2 separate regions of the Ovis aries genome follow, and region 2 is linked to region 1. Evidence: chromatin contacts called from public Hi-C data. All regions are on one chromosome and are shown on one strand. The core of a region is the stretch at or near the end of the contact, and the rest is flanking DNA. Distances in the headings are between cores, read along the strand shown. Region 1 holds the start of NELFA (negative elongation factor complex member A). Region 2 holds the start of TACC3 (transforming acidic coiled-coil containing protein 3).

The links. Hi-C and Micro-C count contacts between places; a contact is called where the count stands out from the background.
Region 2: a Hi-C map of muscle shows a contact between it and region 1, with 4 times the contacts expected there. The contact joins the promoter of TACC3 here to the promoter of NELFA in region 1. A contact is called at or near these places in 4 of 16 Hi-C or Micro-C datasets (hypothalamus, liver, muscle and 1 more).

What each region holds. Positions count from the first base shown.
Region 1 is chr6:117,302,989-117,310,420 of ARS-UI_Ramb_v3.0, forward strand. NELFA (negative elongation factor complex member A) reads left to right here and starts at 4,741. Exons shown (of 11, transcript XM_027971311.3): 1 at 4,741-5,031. The coding sequence starts at 4,822.
Region 2 is chr6:117,518,107-117,525,538 of ARS-UI_Ramb_v3.0, forward strand. TACC3 (transforming acidic coiled-coil containing protein 3) reads right to left here and starts at 3,179. Exons shown (of 15, transcript XM_042251751.1): 1 at 2,035-3,179; 2 at 1,438-1,600; 3 at 1,127-1,269. The coding sequence starts at 2,138. TMEM129 (transmembrane protein 129, E3 ubiquitin ligase) reads left to right here and starts at 1,561. Exons shown (of 4, transcript XM_042251752.1): 1 at 1,561-1,704; 2 at 5,405-5,879; 3 at 6,358-6,517; 4 at 6,648-7,432. The coding sequence starts at 1,686. The coding sequence ends at 6,896.

The sequences.
Region 1 (7,432 bases), core at 3,491-5,990:
AGGAGTGGCCGGTTTGTTAAGTTTTGCTTAAGTTGGAAAAAAAAAAGTTGCTAGATGGTCTGAATAAACCCTCTGGTAGTGAAAGGACAGACAGAATTAATTCAGCTCCCAGGAACAGGGCGGCCTGGGTTCAATCCCTGGGTCGGGAAGATCCGCTGGAGAAGGAAAAGGCCACCCACTCCAGGATTCTTGGGCGTCCCTGGTGGCTCAGCTGGTAAAGAATCTGCCTGCAAAGCGGGAGACTGAACTGAACTGAGGATCCTCTTAGGTTTTTGTAAGTAGATTACCAAGGTCAAAGGCTACTGGTCTGACTGAACTAAACGTAGCTGATATTCAGAGCCTGGGAGAATTTTTTTTTTTTTTGCCTTCTCCGCTAAGCTGCATGAGGGAAAGTGAAGCATTCCAGCACCGCTTGGACAGCAAGACAAAACCAGTCCATCCTGAAGGAGATCAGCCCTGAGTGTTCACTGGAAGGACTGATGCTGAAGCTGAAGCTCCGATACTTTGACCAGCTGATGCGAAGAGCGACCTTATTGGGGAAAAAACAGATGCTGGGAAAGACTGCAGGCAAAAGAAGGGGGTGGTAGAGGATGAGACGGTTGGATGGCGTCACTGACTCAATGGACAGAAGTTTGGGAAACTCGGAGATGGTGAAGGGCAGGGAAGCCTGGCGTGCTGCGGCCCATGGGGTCGCAAAGGGCCGGACACGACCGAGGGGGTCGCAAAGGGTCGGACACGCCCGAGGGGGTCGCAAAGGGCCGGACACGCCCGAGCCACTGAGCGATGCGCCGTGCCAGCAGGTGCACAGGTATGTCAGCACTTTGGTATCACTTCCCCTGAAGTGGCCACCCCATTCTTTGATGAATTAAAAGAGCTGTCCTTATTTCACACATCTAGTCTTTACAGGACTGAGATGAGGCTCCAGAAAGCTCAAAGCCCATCAGTCTTTTTACCGCTCCTCAGACTTCCCTTACTTAGCCTGAGGCTTAAATATATTATATATATATTACATATTAATATTGTGGCCTTCAGGGAACTGAAGTTACTCCTAGAACTTGCCTTTTTCCTCCTCTGCTTCTGATATGTCAATGGCCCACTTGGTCTTCTCCAGAAACACTTATCTGGACCACCTTTTGAAACTGCAAATTTCAGGAAAGTAACTCTTCTCAAAAGAGAGAAACAAAAGTGGGATAGGTAACTTGAAACTTGATTTGTCAAGGACAAGACAACGCTTGTATCTTCTCCATGAGTATTAGTGAAAAGACCTTCGCCATCTAAACAGGGGACCTTTGTTTGCTCTATCGGTCAGAAACCCAATTTGAATCCAACTTCTTTTTTTTTTTTAGCCACACCATGAGGCTTGCAGGATCTCAGTTCCCAGGCCAGGGACTGAACCCAGGCCACGGCAGGAAGAGCCTGGAATCCTAACCACTAGGCCGCCAGGGCAACCAGCCTCTTTTGCCACCGATGGGTTTTGTATTACTGTACCTGATTCACGGATGAAATTTGGGGATGCGAAGTGATGCCGAAACTCAGTCTCTGTGAACCAGCACTGGGCTGAATCTTGGAGACGAGAGTTCTAAGTGAAGCAGGAAAGTTTCATCGCTTTGCTGAGCAGAGAGGGCCACCACCACTAACGCCCTGAGAACTCTGACGGGTGGGGGTGGGGGGCGCGTCATGAGGCAACCTGTAGTCAAGGGGACACAGGAAGGATGTGTGTCCAGGAGCCCCACGGGGTCCTGCTTGGTTTCAAAGCTACAGGGTCTCTGTTGGTAGGAATCCATGAGCATGTGTGTACTGCAGGTATGTGGTCCTGCCAAAATTAATTGCTAAGAGAGCTAATTGGCTAAGACTCAAATGGATTTCAGGACCACATAATCCGGGATTTATCTTCATTCTTGGCTGTCCTAGGTCTCTGTTGCTGCGTGTGGGTTTTCTCTCGTTGCAGTCATTGTGGTGTGCAGGCTTCTCATCACATTGGTGGTGATTGAGTCGCTCAGTCGTGTCCGACTCTTTGCAACCCCATGAATGGGAGCACGCCAGGCCTCCCTGTCCATCACCAACGCCCAGAGTTCACTCAGACTCATGTCCATCGAGTCCGTGATGCCATCCAGCCATCTCATCCTCTGTTGTCCCCTTCTCCTCCTGCCCCCAATCCCTCCCAGCATCAGAGTCTTTTCCAATGTCTCAACTCTTCACATGAGGTGGCCAAAGTATTGGAGTTTCAGCTTTAGCATCAGTCCTTCCAAGAACACCCAGGACTGATCTTTAGAATGGACTGGTTGGATCTCTCCTTGCAGTCCAAGGGACTCTCAAGAGTCTTCTCCAACAGCACAGTTCAAAAGCATCAATTCTTTGGCGCTCAGCTTTTTTCCCCAGTCCAACTCTCACATTCATACATGACCACTGGAAAAACCATAGCCTTGACTAGACGGACCTTTGTTGGCAAAGTAACGTCTCTGCTTTTGAATATGCTATCTAGGTTGGTCATAACTTTTCTTCCAAGGAGTAAGCATCTTTTAATTTCATGGCTGCAGTCACCAGTCTGCAGTGATTTTGGAGCGCCAAAAAACAAAGTCTGCCACTGTTTCCCCATCTAATTCCCATGAAATGATGGAACCAGATGCCATGATCTTCGTTTTCTGAATGTTGAGCCAACTTTTTCACTCTCCTCTTTCACTTTCATCAAGAGGCTTTTGAGTTCCTCTTCACTTTCTGCCATAAGGGTGGTATCATCTGCATATCTGAGGTTATTGATATTTCTCCCGGCAATCTTGATTCCAGCTTGTATTTCTTCCAGCCCAGCATTTCTCATGATGTACTCTGCATAGAAGTTAAATAAGCAGGGTGACAATACACAGCCTTGACGTACTCCTTTTCCTATTTGGAACCAGTCTGTTGTTCCATGTCCAGTCCTAACTGTTGCTTCCTGACCTGCATACAGATTTCTCAAGAGACGGGTCAGGTGGTCTGGTATTCCCATCTCTTTCAGAATTTTCCACAGTTTATTGTGATGCACACAGTCAAAGGCTTTGGCATAGTCAGTAAAGCAGAACTAGAAGTCAAATTTTAAGATCTGATGATTCCTGTTACAAAATTTGTCAGCAACAAAGATAACTTGAGATGATAAAACTCAAATAGGGCAGGACCCATGCAAACCTTTCTTCTGGTGCTCAGAGGCAGAGTCAAAGCTTCTAAGTAAATGTCAATGAAGGAAGAGCTTTTAGATGAACTCTTCAGGAGTAATCAGCTTCCCTCGTGGCTCACCTGGTAAAGAATCCGCCTGTAACGCAGGAGACCTGGGTTTATTCCTGGGTTGGGAAGATCCCCTGGAGAAGGGAAAGGCTACCCACTCCAGTATTCTGGCCTGGAGAATTCCACACAGTCCATGAGGTTGCAAAGAGTCGGACACGACCCAGCGACTTTCACACACACATACACTTTACGAGTAATTGTTTTAGGACTGCCTATTTGAAATGGTTTCTACAGACTTTCCGTAACTTGAAACAGCTAAAATAAGATGCTGGTGTGGACTGGAAAAAAAAGTACAACTTGAAAGTTATGTTTTATTTGGTAGACAAAACTGAGGACTTAAGTGCAGGACACAGCGTCTCAGCTAACCCTGAGACTGCTCCCGAGAGGTAAGGGAGAAGCCAGGATACACAGAAGTTTTGTAACAGAGACCAGGTAGCTGGAACATCTGGTGACTCAGCGGCAGTCCGCCCGCAATGCAGGCGACCCGGAGGCCAGCTGGCCCTGATGGGAAGGGTGTGATGGACCCGCCGACCTCTCCCCCCAGGGGTCTGGGTGAAGGGGCAAGGCTGGAGGCTGTGGCCCAGAGGGCAGAGTTGGGGCGCTTGGGCCACAGGGCCTCTTTCCGGCGGGGCGGGGCAGACGGAAGGCAAGTCTGCGCCGAGAGGAGCTCTCCCTCCCCGGGCCGCCCAGCCCGAGGTCCGGCCCGAGGCTGGCTGGCGCCTACGGGCGCTCAGAACCGCCGCCCTGAGCACCCACCAGGCAGGGCCGACTCCCTTTCAGATGGGCGCCCACCGCCTGGAAGGGCACCTACACTCGGGCCCCGGGGCTGCGCCCTGACGCTGGCCAGGGGCCCGCAGGCCGGCCGTGCGGCGCGCAGCGCTCTGCGCACCGGGCCCCGCGCCGCAGCGCGCGCCCGCCCGCCTCCCCGGGGCCGCCAGGGCGGAGGCTCGGGCAGGACAAGCTGCCCCCGCGTCCCCGGCAGCTGGGGCAGCGCCAGGCCCGCGGCGGGGGGCTCGCGCGCACGCGCTGGACGGGCGCGGGCTGGACCCCGGCCGCCCCGGCTGGGCGGAGACTCCCGGCCAGCACAGCCTCGCGCCGAGCGGCGCGGGACCCGGGTCGCGGCCGCCCTCGGGGGCCCGTCCCGCGGGGAGGGGGCCGGGCCGCGCGGCCGCGCCCGCCGGCCACTCCACAGCCCGGAGTAGCGACGCCGCCGCCGGGCCGCCGCGCCCACACCCGCATGACGTCATCTTCCGCGACCCGGGAGGCCCGGCCGCAGGCGCCGCCATGTTACCTTACGGCCGCCGCCGCGAGGACCTCGCGCCGCCACGAAGCTCCTCGTCGAGGCCCCGCCCTCCGGTGACGTCACGCGGCGCGCCGGGCGGGCGCCTTCCTGTTTCCTTACGGACGCCGGCCTGAGGACCTCGCGCCTCGCCGAGGCCCCGCCCCGCCGGCAACGTCACCGCGGCGCGCCGGGCGGGCGCCGCCATGTTGGGGGTCCTCGCCGCGGGCGCGTAGGTGTCCTCATAAGATGCCGGCTCGGCGGCGCTCGGCTTTTTTCCCCCCAAGATGGCGTCCATGCGGGAGAGCGACACGGGCCTGTGGCTGCACAACAAGCTGGGGGCCACGGACGAGCTGTGGGCGCCGCCCAGCATCGCGTCCCTGCTCACGGCCGCGGTCATCGACAACATCCGCCTCTGCTTCCACGGCCTCTCGTCGGCCGTGAAGCTCAAGCTGCTGCTCGGGACGCTGCACCTCCCGCGCCGCACGGTGGACGAGGTGAGGCGCGCGGCGGCGCGGACGCCAGAGCCCGGCCCTCGCGGCCCCTCGCGCGCCGCCGCCTCCGCCCTCCGCTCGCGGCCCTCGTGCCCCCGGCCCCGCGGGCCGCGCCCCCTGCTCGGCCCTGCGCGCGCGGAGGCCTCGGGGCGCCGGCCTCGGGCCTCCGCGTCCGGGGTCTCCGCCCGGCGGGGTCAGCTGGCGCGCCGGGCTCTCGCCACACACCCGTTCTTCGCTTCTTTCTCCTCAGTGGGTCTGGCCTCGTTTTTCTTCCTTCTTAACGGCACGTTATGTCACTTTTCGCGCAAAATAAGCTCCTCACGGCGCTGAGGCGCTGTCCTCGTTGCGCGCCCTCCAGCCCCGTCTCAGCGCCTCTCCCGCGCGCGTCGGCGGCGGCGGGTTCGTGTCCGGTCGTGGACGGAGCGTCTAACGCCCGGGTCAGCGCAGTCGCTCAGTCGCGTCCGACTCTCGGCCACCCCGCGGGCTGCGGCACCGCAGGCCCCCGCGTCCATCGCCCGCTCCGGGAGTTCACTCAGACTCCTGTCCCTCGAGTCGGTGGTGCCGTCCAGCCGTCTCAGCCCCTGTCGTCCCCTTCTCCTGCCTTCAGTCGTTCCCGGCATCAGGGTCTTTTCCAGTGAGTCACATCTTCGCGTACAGTTGGCCACAGTATCGGAGCTTCAGCATCTACCGTGCACAGGAATGCAGCTGATCCGCTTACCAGCCACACGGCAACCCGCCTGTCCTCACGCTGCCTAGGGAGCAGAAGAAGGCTGCGTCCGGAGCCCCCTTCCCCTCCGCCCGCTCCCTTGAGAGGGGACCGCTTCCCTGCTCTGCTTGGCGACGTGTGCGTTGGATGTGCCTTCTCCAGCCGTCCAGTTGGGTTTTCCCTGCTTTGAGCTGGACGTCGCGGTGTGGTGTGAGTTTTGTGTGAGGGGTGTGGGTGTGTCTGCCTGCTTCCGGTAACACCTTTGACAGATGCATCCGGCAGGCGGCCCCCGCCGTGGTTTAATGCTCACTGCTGGATCGCATTCGGTTCCCTTCCTATGCGGCTTCCCGCGTTGGTTCACTGTTCTTTCTAGTGAATTGTCTGTCCAAAAGTTGTTTTCCTCTTTGTGTTTTTTTTTCATCGTCTTATAGGCGCTTTTAAAAGCTATAGTTTATCTATGTGTTGGTGCAGCAGGTAGCTGCTAGGATCTTGATTCCCGTTCCTCCTGCGGTGGAAGCTTGGAGTGCTAACCACGACCCACAGGGAGTTCCCAGTTTGTAGGAGTATTTTTTTTAAATAAATTTTGTATAGTAATCTTTTTTTTCCACTTATTTATGTTACAAATGTCCTCCAGTTGTGTCTTGACTTAGCTGTCTTCGAAGAGTCTTTGGATCCCAGAAGCTCTTAGCTGTAACTAGGCAGCTGTACTCTTAGGATATGCTTGTTGGGGGGTCGCTCCCTGATGTCTGGTTGTGCCTTTCCCTTCTGCAGAGCATTTCTCTGGTGCAGAGCCCTCCAGGAACCTGGCCTAGGGTGGGTGGAAGTTTGCACCTCCCCCCTCAACCTATTTATTAACCATACTTGTCCTGAGTTCACGGGCAAACTTTAAGAAAAAGCCATTTGGGCTTAGGCCATTTTGCCATCTAAGCCTGGCCACAAAGTTTGCCCTTGAGCAGGTCTTAGTAATTAACGATCTTGAGGGAAGTGAGAGAAGGCAGGAGCAAAGGAAGAGCTCAGTCACGCAGCTGTGTCCGACTTTTTGGACCCCACGTGCAGCAGGCCAGGCTTCCCTGTCCCTCCCTGTCTCCCAGAGCTTGCTCAGACTCATCCATCCATCTCATCCTCTGTCGTCCCCTTCTCCTCCTGCCTTCAATCCTTCCCAGCATCAGGGTCTTTTCCAATGAGTCAGCTCTTCACATCAGGTGGCCAGAGTATTGGAGTTTCAGCTTCATCATCAATCTTTCCAATGAATATTCATGACTGATCTCTTTTAGGATGGACTGATTTGATCTCCTTGAAGTCCAAGGGACTCTCAAGAGTCTGCTCCAACACCACACTTCAAAACCATCAATTCTTTAGCACTCAGCCTTCTTTATGGTCCAACTCTCACATCCTCACAAGACCACTGGAAAAACCATAGCCTTGACTGTATGGACCTTTGTCAGCAAAATTATGTCTCTGCAGTCAGGAAGACATAGTTGCCATTAACCAGAGTCCTAGTTCTTCCCCAAGGGATATGCATAACAATCTGATACCTGTCTTTGAGTTCTGCAAGAACTAAGACCCCCACCCACGTAGAGGATGGAGTGATAATCTTGACTCCTGGGACTCAGTCAACTAAAGGTTGGACTCCCAACTGCCAAAAGCCCTTTCATGAATATGCAGGTAACCTCGCTCAGGGTAGCTTCCTCCTTACTT
Region 2 (7,432 bases), core at 1,929-4,428, 210 kb after region 1:
TTTCCCCCTTCCGGCTGGGGACCGCTGTGTCATCAGGGAGAGTCAGTGCACGCGAGGCTCAGGCTCCCCACTGGCGAGGAAGGCCAGGTGGAGGCCGTGGCCTTCAGGAGAAGCAGGACCCCAGCTCCCTGCAGCTGGAGCGGCTCAGAGCTGGCGCCTCAGTAGCCTGGCCTCCCTCTCTGTGGGCTCTGATGAGCAGACAGTATTCGAGTCACTCTACTCTCATTCAGCTGAAGAGCAGTGAGGAGACCTGGGTGGAGGGGATTCAGGTGCGAGGAATTTCCACCCAAGGGGAGGTGGGAATGCAGCCCAGGGATGTCTTATGTGAGTGAGGTGAAGGGTGCTCTGGAGAGATTCTGCTTTTACACCTTTCTCTGCACATCTAAAGTCAGTTTAAAAGAAAAAGCAAGCTTTAAACCATGTAAGTCGATAAAAGTCAGAATGAGGCTGACTTTTATGCTAGTGAGGCCCCTTCCCACGCTGGATTCAGTGGGTCCCTTGGGGGCACTCAGTGGGTCCCTTGGGGGCACTCGCTGGGTAAATTCAGCCTAATTTGGGGTGAAGAGCTGCCACCAGGGTCCCCATCTCTAGAAAGAGGCAGGAAAGCCTGGGTGTTCACTGAGCTGACCGCCACACCCAGCCAAACACCTAATGGCAGGTGAGGCTGCAAAGACGCTCCTGCTGGTCAAAGTCAAGTGTTTCCAATCTGATTCATCAAACTGGATCACCCAACAGACAGCTCCTATGCCTTTAGCAACAAGGAATGTCCGTAAGCCCTCTCCCAGGCTTGCTGCTGAGCACAGGAGATTCCCCAAGAGTGCTAACACAGCTGCAGAGCACCCCCTTTGGAGAGTCCGCCAGGGCACTTCATGAAGTTAGAGGAACAGAAACCAATCCATCTGCTGGCAAGAGCCCAACAGAGGAGCTGAATGTGGAGTCTGTGCCTCCGCCGTCCCATCACTCACTTTTCCAGCAACAAACGGTTTCTGAGGTGCTTCGGGCCACGCAGGACACACAGCAGAGCCCAGGAGGAGCCTAACCGGGTGTGGCAGGCTCTGCGAACAGAGCTTTTCTGCTGAATCCCGGAGGCTTCCGACAGCAGCACGTCAGACAACCCCACACTTACTTCTCTTTCTGGGTGTAGATTTGATGGCAGTTTCCTAACCCAGTGGGGTCGCCCAGAGCAAAACAGGCTTCGAGCTTGCTGCCCACGCTGGGACTTAAGATCCTGTGTGTCTGTGGGTCCCGCAGAGGTGTCTGAAAAGTCACCTGTTGGGGAGAGAAGAGGGCACCTGCTCAATAATTCAAGTCTTTGACGCCCCTCGGGCAGCACCGTGCCCTGCCTGGGCAGCGCAGTAAGTTGCCAGGAAAGCAGGTGCCAGGGCGACCTCTCGTGGGACACACGGCGGATCGAATGCAGGGGCCCAGCGTGCTCACCTTCACAGCTTTGGCTGTGCTCTTCGGGGGCACATTCTCTTTCTGTGACAGACGGAGAACAGATGATCTTCCGGTAAGTTCCGGTGGTGAAAACAGGAAGTCGCAGTTTTCTGTACTTTTGTCACCAGTGACATTTCCGTCACTGAAGATATGCAGACTCATTCTGGAAAAGCGGGCAGTTGGGTGTCAGGCGGGCAGTGACGCTCATAGGCGACAGCGACAGGGCTGACCCATGGTGCTGCAGGGAGATGTCCCCCTTCGGCACAGGTGGGTCAGACCTCAGGCAGTGTGTCTTCTGCCAGGCAGTCCCCATCTTGCTCCAAGGGAGCTGCCACCTCCCAGGAGTAAGAGCCAGAGGAGCCTTCAGCTAATAGGGCAGGAGGGAAGGCTCAGGTGATTAAAACAACTTGAACTTTGTGGGTAAAAGTTCAGAGACAGATAAGGGCTGATCTGTGATGAAACTGAAGCGGCAGAGGAAGCCTGGGCCCCTCCATCAAGAGGAGCAGCCTCCCAGTTCGTGGACAGAAATGCAATAGGGCCCAGCAGCATGGCCGAGGAGGAGGTGGAGAAGGCAGCAGGCAGCAGGTGTGGAGTCACCTGTGGGGAGCTGAGTGTCTCCACCAGGGGCCTCCAATCAGGCCCAGGGGTTCCAGGGGAGTCTCATTCCTCCTTCCCGAGGCCCTCACGATGGTCAGTGGCATGGCACTCCCAACTGAGGAGTCACCAGAGGACTGGGCATTTGCCTCGTGGGGGCACTACAGGTACTCGCTGGCGGTGGGGACCCTGGGGACTGTGGTTGAGGAGGCCAGGTGGCTGAGGCACGGGAGAAAGGGTGGCTTTTAAAAGAGGGGAGGTCAGGGTGACAGGCCACCTCGAAGGGCTTGGGGGTAGGGGCTGCCTGTGGACGACAGGAGGGGTAGGAGGGAAGCGGGGAGGGGGGTGGGGGGTGGGGTCAGAGGCTCTGGCACTGGGCCAGGGGGCGTGGTCAGTCCCTCTTGGCATCGGGCTCACACACTGCGTCCGGAGACGGGAAAGATGAGCCTGAGCTAGGGGCCACTCACTCTTGAGGTTTAGCCTGAACACCTGGGTAAACAGGGGAGGGGGGCTGGATGGCTGCAGGACACAGGACGGAGAGCAGACAGGACGCCTTTTTGGCAGACCTCCTCCTTGCCCTGGGGAAAGTGGGAGAACAATGACTGCAGCCTTCCGGAGTTTGGCTTCTGCTAATGACGAGGGCTTCTGCTCAAGAGGAGGGGTCTTTTGAGAAGAGGAGGGCTGGCCGGGGAGGCGGGGAGGGACTGGCGACCTAGGGTGAGGGGGGTCTGCCGAATCAGGTGCGGCAGGAGTCGGCGATGGGTCCGGGTGGGGCTGGACCCAGAGGGGCGGGGATCGGGAGGCCAGCGCTGGGCGCAGGGCAGCGAGCGCGCGTGGACTCAGGCTCGGAATCACCGGGCGTCCCGGGAGGCGGGGGTGGGAGCCCATCTGCTCTGCTCCCGGTTGCGGCCGGGCCGGCGGAGTGAGGGACGGCGGGAGAACGGCCCAGACCGCGAGGAGGGCGGAGCCGGAGGCGGCATAGGCCCCGGTCTGGGGCGGGGAGGTCGCCAGCGCGGCAGGCAGACCCAGGCCGACAAAGCCCCAAGCCCCGGCAAGAGGCAGGACCGGAGCCCCGAGCCGGGCCCCCGCCGTCGCCCCCTTACCTGTCGGCCGCCGCGCGGAGCCCAGGGTGGGAGGTGCCGAGTTCCGGAGCCCCTCTGCCCGCCGCCGATTCAAATACCGACGGTTGGCGAGCGCGGCCAATCAGCGCGTGGCTGGGGCGGGGCGCGGGGCGCCGACAGCCAATGGGAGGCAGAACGCCAGCCCACGCCCACTAGGAGGTTTCGTTTCCGGGGCGAGGGCACGCTGGGCGCGGCGGTCGCCGGATTCCTCAGTAAAGGCGGTTCTCCTGACGCGCCTAGAGGGGAGGCCGCACGCGGGTGGACGGTGACTGCGGAGCCCGCCGTCTCCCAGGAATCCCGGGCTTTGGTGCGGACGCGCCTGAGCTGCGCGGAAATTAGGGCCCGAGAGCCTCTCCCCCGAGTCTCAGTTTCCCCAGCTGGCCAATGGGATCGAGTGCAGCGCCGCCCCCAAGCGGGTCGTGGGGGAAGAGCCAAACCCTCGCGAGAACTGTAGGGGCGGCTCGCGATGTGTGGGGGGGCGGGTGTCGAACGAGGGGCTCGAGAACTTCATTTCCCAAAATACTCCGCGGGACTCCATCTCCCAGAGCGCCCCGCGAGTGCCCCGAGGGCAGGGACTCCGTTTCCCAGAGCGCCCCGCGCCGCCGGGCGCCTACCGGACCCGGACGCTGTGGCCGGTTCGCTACGCTGGGTGGCGGGCCTCGCCGGGCCGGTTTCCCGGCGGCGACGGCGGCGCGATGGACAGCCCTGAGGTCACCTTCACGCTGGCCTACCTGGTGTTCGCCGTGTGCTTCGTGTTCACCCCGACCGAGTTCCACTCGGCCGGGCTCACGGTGCAGAACCTGCTGTCCGGCTGGCTGGGCAGCGAAGACGCCGCCTTCGTGCCCTATCACCTGCGCCGCACGGCCGCCACGCTGCTGTGCCACTCGCTGCTGCCCCTCGGTGAGCCGGGCGCCGACCTCCGGAACCCGGAGCGGGAGGGACGGGGGGCGGGGTCCCGTGCTGGAGAGCCGAGGCTGCGAGGGGAGCGCCCGTGTGCTCGGGGAAGTGCTGCCCCTTGCAGGTACCCGGCGGAGAGGCGAGCTCAGAACCCTGGGGAAGGGGGTGCTCTGCTCACTGGGGCAAGTGGTGAGCTGGCTCTCGGCGGACAGGTCAGGTATGAGTTAACTGATGCCCCTAGGGGTGGCCTGTTCCAATCTCTTTGGAAGGTGGGTGCGGGAAAGGCAGGCAGAGAGGGTGACGGCAGTCGAGTGTCATTTCCGCCTCCAGTAGATCTTCCTGACCCAGGGATCGAACCCGCATCTCCTGCATTGGCAGGCAGGATCTTTGCCACTGAACACTAGGGAAGGCCCCCACCCTCACCCCTACCCTTTAAAAAATATATAATTTTATTCACGGGTGTGCTGGGTCTTCGTTGTTGCCCGAGGTCTTTCTCTAGTCGCGTGGGAGATACTCTGTTGCAAGCCTTAAAGCGCGCAGATTCCAGTAGTTGTGGCACCGGGCTTAGCTGCTCTGCAGCATGTGGGATCTTCCGGGCCCAGAAATCAAACCCTTGTCCTCCGCGTTGGCAGGCCGATTCTTAACCGCTGCACGGCCTGGGAAGTCCTAGAGAAGCCCTTTTGGAACTTCAGAGAAGTGTTGTTTATTGCCACATGAGTTACTTATCATGTATCAGTTTGATCAATAGCATTTATTACTATTTTTGCAACTTCAAACCCTTCCTGCAGGTCAGTATCCACGTTATTAACTTTGATATGCAAATTGGCCCCCATCTGGCCACCAGGGGCCTGGAGCTGGCTCCCATGTCCCTTGCTCTTGTCACTGTTTGTTTACTGTCTGGTCCACGACGTCCCGGTTCTGGGATGGGCCATACTCTGGTCTGCTTCCTCAGAGTAGCTGGGACCCAGAGGCTGAGATCCAGTCCCAAGACGGCCTGTGGGCAGCTCTGCATTGGGTGACACCATATCCTTGTGCTTATTTTTGCTTTTCTAGGATTTTCTCATTTTATTTCCTCTACTCATATGTGGTTTTACAAAGCTAAAGTAGTAAGATGAGAATGTTTTCTGCTCACTGGACAGGTACTCAGTTGAGTCAGCTATGGAGCTGGACAAGGCCCACCTGCCCTGGGGTACCACGGCCTTGCCCTGGGAGCTGACCGTGGCAGAGAGCCAGATCCAAGGCTGGGGATTAAAGGAAGAGGCCTCCCCCAGTCCCACCAAGGGATAGGGTCAGTACTGGGGAGGCTGGCAGCCGGGCAGTCCCAACCTCTGCTGAAGCTTGCCCGTCCCTTTTAGGCTACTATGTGGGCATGTGCTTTGCAGCCTCGGAAAAGCAGCTCTACTACCCCAGCCAGACCCCGGAGACCTGGCGGGCCTTCCTCCTGCTAGCGTTGATGCTGCCCACCATCACCTGCACCCTGATCTACTACTGGTCCCGGGACCGGTGGGCCCGCCACCCCCTGGCCCGCACCCTGGCCCTCTATGCCCTCCCACGGTCGGGCTGGCGGGCTGTGGCTTCCTCCGTGAACACGGAGTTCCGGCGGATTGACAAGTTTGCCACCGGGGTGCCGGGTGCCCGTGTGATCGTGACGGACACATGGGTGATGAAGGTGACCACGTACCGCGTGCACGTGGCCCAGCAGCAGGACGTGCACCTGACCCTGATGGAGTCCCAGCAGCACGACCTCTCCCCAGACTCACATCTGCCCGTGCAGCTGCTCACCATCCGCGTGGCCAGCGCCAACCCTGCCGTGCAGGCCTTCGACATCCGGTATGCGGGCCTGCGGCTGGGGCCGCTGGGGTGGTGCACCCTTGGTCGCTCTTGGTGTTGCTCAGGGGCCGGGGTGGGTGGGAGCTGGTCCTTCTGGAGTGCCCCTCCCTCAGGTCCTTTGCGTTTCCTCTTTCTTCCCAGCCTGCTCTGAGCTGTCTTCCCGGCGCCTCGGCGGGAGCACACAGGGGGTGTCTGGGGGCCACTGTATGGGACAGATGCTGGGTGGCTCCCTCAGCCCTGAGCCTGGGCCGGGGCCGAGGTGCTCCTGTCTAGTTAAGGCTGTGGCAGGCCTGCCCGCCCCTCCTGGACCCGTCTTGGGCCTGAACCTGCCGAGGGCCAGGCCCTCTGCTACAGTTCTCCCACCCTCCGGGCCCCTCCGCATGTCCCAAGGAGAGGCCCATGGGCAGCACTGGGCCAGTGGGCTCTGGACCCACGGCCATCTCTAGTGGGCCCCGCCCAGCAGCGTCCACCTCTACAGGCTGAACTCCACGGAGTACGGCGAGCTGTGTGAGAAGCTCCGGGCGCCCATCCGCAGCGTGGCCAACGTGGTCATCCACCAGAGCCTGGGCGACCTCTTCCTGGAGACCTTCGCCTCCCTGGTGGAGGTCAACCCGGCCTACTCGGTCCCCAGCAGCCAGGTAGGGGGCTGGGCAGGGGAGGTGGGTTCCCACAGCCGGGCCGCCGTGGACCGCCTCTCCTGGGGTAGGGCAGGACCCCCGTCCCCAGGCAGCCCGGCCGAGCCCCCTCTGACCGCCGGCCTGCCCGCAGGACCTGGAGGCCTGCATCGGCTGCATGCAGGCCCGCGCCAGCGTGAAGCTGGTGAAGCGCTGCCAGGCGGCGGCCGCGGGCGCGTGCCAGCAGTGCCGCTGCCGCCCCATGTGGTGCCTCGCCTGCATGGGCAAGTGGTTCGCCAGCCGCCAGGACCCGCAGCGCCCCGACACCTGGCTGGCCAGCCGCGTGCCCTGCCCCACCTGCCGCGCGCGCTTCTGCATCCTGGACGTGTGCGCCGTGCGCTGAGCCCCCTAGGGGGACCCTGCGGCTGCCTCCAGGGGAAGACGGGCCTCTGGGCCCTCCTCGGCGCTGCTGTGGGCAGATCTTCGGTGCAGCGACTCACTGGTGCCCCGAGGCTGCGGAAGGGCCTGGCTGCGGTTTCGGCAGAACCTTCCTCCTGAAGTTCTGTCCCTGGCAGTGGGGTGGTCTTCAGCACCTCTGCCTCCTTCACTCTCTGTTCCTCCGACCAGGGGTCAGTGCTGGGCATGCAGAGCATGGTGTCGGGTCCATCTCCAGAGCATTCTGTGGCCCCCGAGCTGTGTTCTGGGCGACCCCTTGGTCTGCCCCAGATGACCCTAACCTAGCCGCTTGCCTTAAATGTATGGGGCACAAAAGTCTGAACTGCTCCTCAGTTACACGACAGACTTGGATTTGTCTACGACTGCAGTCTGTCACGCTTACGCTGCCAGGCTGGCCGCTGGCCCTGCGGCATGGGCGCCCTCCCCACGAGGCTGCTCTGAAGACCCAGTGCAGAGCCTGGCGGTGGAGGGCACGAGCATTGC